Linked DNA regions of Mus musculus: region 1 is linked to region 2. A link is a contact called in public HiChIP or PLAC-seq data. All regions are on one chromosome and are shown on one strand. The core of a region is the stretch at or near the end of the contact, and the rest is flanking DNA. Distances in the headings are between cores, read along the strand shown. Region 1 holds the start of Platr21 (pluripotency associated transcript 21). Region 2 holds the start of BC065397 (cDNA sequence BC065397).

Evidence for each region. HiChIP or PLAC-seq counts read pairs in DNA pulled down with a chosen protein or histone mark.
Region 1: a contact with region 2 is called in an H3K27ac HiChIP or PLAC-seq map of embryonic stem cells, with 4 times the contacts expected there. The contact joins the promoter of Platr21 here to the promoter of BC065397 in region 2. A contact is called at or near these places in 1 of 39 promoter capture datasets (embryonic stem cells) and 1 of 115 datasets of contacts at active chromatin or transcription factors (embryonic stem cells).

Annotation. Positions count from the first base shown.
Region 1 is chrX:139,355,376-139,358,075 of GRCm38.p6, reverse strand. It overlaps Platr21 (pluripotency associated transcript 21), which reads left to right and starts at 1,306. Exons shown (of 20, transcript NR_045455.1): 1 at 1,306-1,471; 2 at 1,703-1,786.
Region 2 is chrX:136,741,649-136,744,348 of GRCm38.p6, reverse strand. BC065397 (cDNA sequence BC065397) reads right to left here and starts at 1,392. Exons shown (of 10, transcript NR_033324.1): 1 at 1-1,392. It also overlaps a transcript of Morf4l2 not described here.

The DNA of each region.
Region 1 (2,700 bases), core at 57-2,556, 2.6 Mb before region 2:
GTGGGAGAGGGGAGAAGGGAGTGGCGCGAGTGGAGAAAGAAAGCCTTCTGCCAAGGTTTTCAATGAAACAGCTCTCTTAAGACAGTCTTGTGTGCATACCTGTATCTGGGGCAGGCTTGTACGCATAGCCTTTATTTGGGGGTGGAACAGGGCTCTATATCGACTTTGGAGAGTGGAAAGGAGTTCACAGGGTAAATGAAACTCCTTGGCTGGAGTTTCAAGTTCTGTGAATTGTCTCATTTGCATGGAGAGGCATTTCAGGAATCTCAGGTACCTGCTGGGTGGGTTCTTATGGGGGAGGGGTTAGTTTGTAGGTCGGTTCCTTGGCAGCCGGCGGGAGAGGCTGTGTGGGGTTAGGCTCCCCAGACAAGGGACTCTCTGCTGCAAAAGGGAGTCCTCCATTTTATGAAAAGCTGGGAAGAGCCATCCAGTCATGGTATCTGCGAGGGAGTTTCCCCACGGTCAGGGCAAGTATTTTATAATAGCAAGAGGATACTGAACCAAGGCCTTCAAGTACTCACTTTAGAATATTTGTGTGTGTGTGATGCTTACATGTTTGTGTGTGTGTGTGTGTGTGTGTGTGTGTGTGTCCGCGCGCCGGCTTGTTCCCACCTGTGTGTGGAAGCCAGAGGAGAATGTTAGGTGTCCTGCCTTACCATCCTCTGTTCTATTTCTTGACAGACAGTCTCTCACTGAACCTTTGGTTTATGGATTTGGCCAAGCTAGCTGGCCAGCAATCTCTCAGATTCACTTGGCTTCAAGGTCCCAACACTGGGATTACAGGCATATATAACCATGCCTGGATTTTGCATGCATGACGGGGATCAAACTCAGGTCTTCACATTCGTACTGTAAGTCCTTTTACCCACTGAGCCATCTTCCCAGCCTCCTCACTTTGGAATTATTAAAAATAAAATTTTATGTTAAAAATAATGAAGAACATGTTCGTATAAGGCTCACCCAAAGTGAACATGAACCAATAACAAAATAGGTAGATGGACAAGGGTACAGCAGATTTTCACACAGTGCAGGCTCTTAGTGATCTCACAAGCTGCTCTTTGGAAGAAAACGGTACTCATAATAATCTTGGATATTTGGAGTGCATAAATCAGGGAACTCGGGAAAAAGCCAGCTCCCTCGCACTATCACTGAGTATGCACATATGACATTATCTTCGACATTTCCAGACTAGAAACCATTGATTAGTAAAATGCTAATTCACTGAAAACAGGTCTTTGCGAAGACAGCCCTGCCCCCTTAAGAATCTGAGATCGCTTTTACTGAATAAACATCATCCATTTCTGCAATGTGAGTAAGATGCTCTTTCTGCACCTTGTGCCACATATTCAGCCCTGGGAACAGATGTGCAAGAACAAGGCTTAGGTGGAATTGGCACTTCATACCATCAAGATAAGGCGATGTGGCTTTGAGCAGAGAACATAAACAGTGTGGCTCAGCTCAGAAGGTCACTGTGAGTAGGCTGCTTTTCTTAAATGAATCGGGTACCCCTGGAAGGAAGAGCCCACCACTCTGGAGAATTTGCTCCTTTTGACTTCATGTTATGCTCTTTAGGGAGTTGAATCAGTGCGTTTCTCTGAGGCTCCCACCTGGCTGCTTCCTCCCTGTTTACTTTTTAGAATGTGTATCCTTTAACACCGTATCCTGTCTGGTAACATGCATGCACCGAATCACTGTTTTCCAGCCTCTGGGGGAAAAAAAAAACATGTGTGGGAACATCCATTCTGCCCGATTGCTGCTGCTTCTACTTGCTTCAGCAGTGGGAGAGGTAAGAAGGGTGTATGTGCTTCTGACAGACTGGGCTGGGCTACATGTCTGCAGGAGGCCCCTGGAAGTTGATGCCTGAGATGCTGTCTGCTGCTTGAGACATTGCTATGTTCTGAGCATAGGGCATTTCCTGATGATTGGCAGCTCCCACGTTCAAGTAAAATCAAGGCTGCAAATGAGGCTGTGGTTCACGGGGTCTAGACAGGTGCTGACAGGATGTGGTTTCCATCTGAGAGCAGATTTCAACTCTTCTATTAGCCAGAGCCTTTTGAGGCCATTGAGCTAACAATGTAAAATATTTCACTCAATAACCTGACCGGCCACACTCCCCAGGTGCCTCCGCACCTGCAGAGTGAGTGGAGCAACCCAGAGACATCCAGTCTTTAGGCTTTTTGCTTCACCCATCCCTCCGCTTTCATATGTACAGGTTTTTAGTCCTTTCTCTGCTCCTTGTGAAGGTACCAAGCCAAAAGTTTGTGTGTAAAAGGAACATAACATGCAGATCTAGATACGTAGGGTACATTCTCAAGCCAGAGTTTTCTTCTCTACTTGTTATGCACTATAGGACAGGCACTTGGGCACACATTCTTTCGACCCTAGAAAAACCTCTGACTGCTCAATGTTTAATGAGCTGCTATTTGGTGGGAACTTAGAAGATGCTGGGAGTAGTACAGATGATGGAGGCAAGGTCTGTGAAGTTTCAGAGGGAAGTGTAAGAGTTCCTTAAATACTATCAGCTATGTCTGATGTTTTGAGCATTAAGAATCTGTGTTTCGGATCAAACAGGGCTTAAGAATTTGCTGTGGTCAATGAGAGACCAGATCCATTAAAGTGAAACCCTGGCTATACAGAGTCAATCAATGCTGGTTAGCTAGAGCTGAAGAATTAGCAGTGGTGAAAGAGACCAGCATCATT
Region 2 (2,700 bases), core at 143-2,642:
AAGGATTTAAAACAACATCTGAAATAGAGAAAATATTAAAAATTGATGGTCTGACTCGGGAGATGTAGGGGGTCTGCTGCTCAAGCATGAGGGCCTAAGTTCAGTTCCCCAGCACGTATATAAAAGCCGAACATGGGGCACCTATCTATAACCCCCGTATTTTAAGGGGGACTGTTGGTAGAAATGGGCAGATCCTGGGAGCTCACTGACAAGCCAGTATAGCCCATGTAGTAAACTCTGAGTTCAGTGAGATCCTTCCATAGAAAATAGGGTGAACCGCAACAGAGGGAAAAGACCTAAATGAAGGTGAACTTTAGCCGCGAAATGCACAGGTCACACAGGTACATCGAGAAAAAAAAAAACCCTCAAGGCGACATCATTATGCGCTGTGAAACCTAAGTGAAATGCTTTCCTACTTACTATCGACTTTAAAAGACACAACCACGTTTTTTTTTTTTTCGGAATTGTAACGAGAATAGTAGGGGAGAAAATGCCCTTTGTCTTCGAAAAACAGCTTAGTCAGGAACTCCACTACCCCCAAGGCTGTACCTGATAACCAGCCCCCAATGACATCAGTCGCTAAGATAACCAGACACGGGACAAGAATCCCATGACGCCCGCTGGACTGTGAGTATATAAGGAGGGAGATAGAAAGCATCGGTCTTTCGCTGCACACCTGGAGAGACACCTTGAGCCGCCCTTGTGGCTGGAGAGTCTCCCTAGGCGCCTGCATCGGAGACTAGGCCTGATCTTCAGGTAAGGTCCGTCACACAGGTGAGCTCCCTCAGGGGGGAACAGGCTTAAAACTGTAGTTAGGAACTAAGAGTTTTAACTGTGTGATGACTCTCACCGTGATAAAATATAACTTTTGGTATATTAAGTACCTACCTTCTCACTCCGGACAGCACAGAACCACTACATAAACCTGAGGGGCCAACACACGTACCTGATAAAAATTTCAAGAGGGGAAAAAAGTGAGCAAAAAGAATATTCTTTCATTGGTTTATTTATGTAGTGACGGGGCCTCAATATGTAATCTAAGCTGGCCTTTAATTTGCGGCCCTTCTTCCTCCCAAGCGCTGATACTGCGGCTGCGCCACAGCTCACGAAGGGTTTTAGCATCAGAATTTAGGCCCATTTATCAATCCTGAGAAAAAACAAAAGATGTGCCAGAACAGGTGACTTTTTTTTTTTTTTTTTTTTTTGCTTAAGGAAATTAACCAGAATTTTCGGATATATAATTCCTTGCCTAGTACTGTTACTTCACAGAACTTGATCTTATTCATCTTTAGGAATTTAAGATATATATATGAGTCAGCCAGAGATTAGGGAGCCCATAAAATAAGAAGTGGGTGGAGCAAAAAAATCAATCTCACAATCCCTGGGAACCAAGCAGTAACTCCTTTGGCTGGGATTTGGTGACATCTAGCGGCAGATTCAAGAGGTTTACTGCTCAGCCAGTGAACTTTCTGGAAAATTGGCCGAATGTGTATTTGATCACTCCGCTTGGAGATTAGGAAAAAAGGTAGGTGAGGCTCACCACCCACAGGAAACTGGAGTTGTCTCTATCACTGGGGAATTTAGTTGCCTATGTTTTCATTAAAATTTTGTGTGCCAATTTAGCGATAAACCTGGTGAGGGGGCATAAGGGAGATTCGCAGTAAATTTGGTGAAGGGCAAAGGGGAGGCCTTGGGGACAGAGAGGAGGGGGTGTACAACTGGAAACTTGAAAGAAACGCCCTTTTACGTTACTAATATAGTTCTGAATCTTAACCATGGAAGAAGTTTATTTTGGTGGACTATAATGTGGGAATAATGATCATCTCTAGGGTCTAAAATTAAATCGGACTGGGTGGAGTGGCGCATGCTTTTAATCCCAGCGCTCGAAGGCCGTGAAGGGACAGGTGGATCTCCGAGTTCCAGGCCAGCCAGGGCTACCTAGTTACAACAGGCCTCAAAAACAAACAAAAAAACGAAAAAAGGCAAAGAAAAGAAAGGAATTTGATTAAATCGGCAGGCCTTTTCTTACAGAAGCCCTTTCCTTTAGATACTAGCACTGTCCTAGTTATTCTCAGTTTTATTAATGCAGTTTGCAAACATAAAAAAGGCAGAAAAATCCACCAAAATGAGGGACCTCGCCTACGCTCACGCGCGCGCGCGCACACACACACACACACACACACACACACACACTCACACACGGCCCCTCCCGTCCCCACCAGGGCAGCACGCCTGCGCACACCCATCATCGCCAGCGCCACGAGGGCGGCTGTGCGCCCACACCCACACTCCACAGCCACGCGAGCCTGCCTGCGCCCGCGTGCGCGCAGACACCCCGTTTCTCCAAAGCATCCAGGCATCCGCCCAGTGGCACTCACCACCCTCACACGCCTCACACCTCAAAACCTTCACCATTCCTTTGCCTTTGGTTTTTTTGGGGGGGCGTTGGTGTTTTTTTTTCCTCTCTCCCCAGGTCCGCGAGTTGCGCAACAGGCTCGGGGGCGTGGCCCCGGGTCTGCCCTCGCTCTTCCCACTCGCGGGAACCTTAGCTCATTTCCGCCTAGCCTGTTTCCGCCAGCCACGTCGGCACTTCCTTTCCCAGCGGGGCGGGGGCGGGGGAGGGGAGCGGACCCACAAACCCATAATGCCTCCCTGCAGGAGAGAAGGCGAGCGCGAGGGGGGGAAAAAAAAAACCCACGG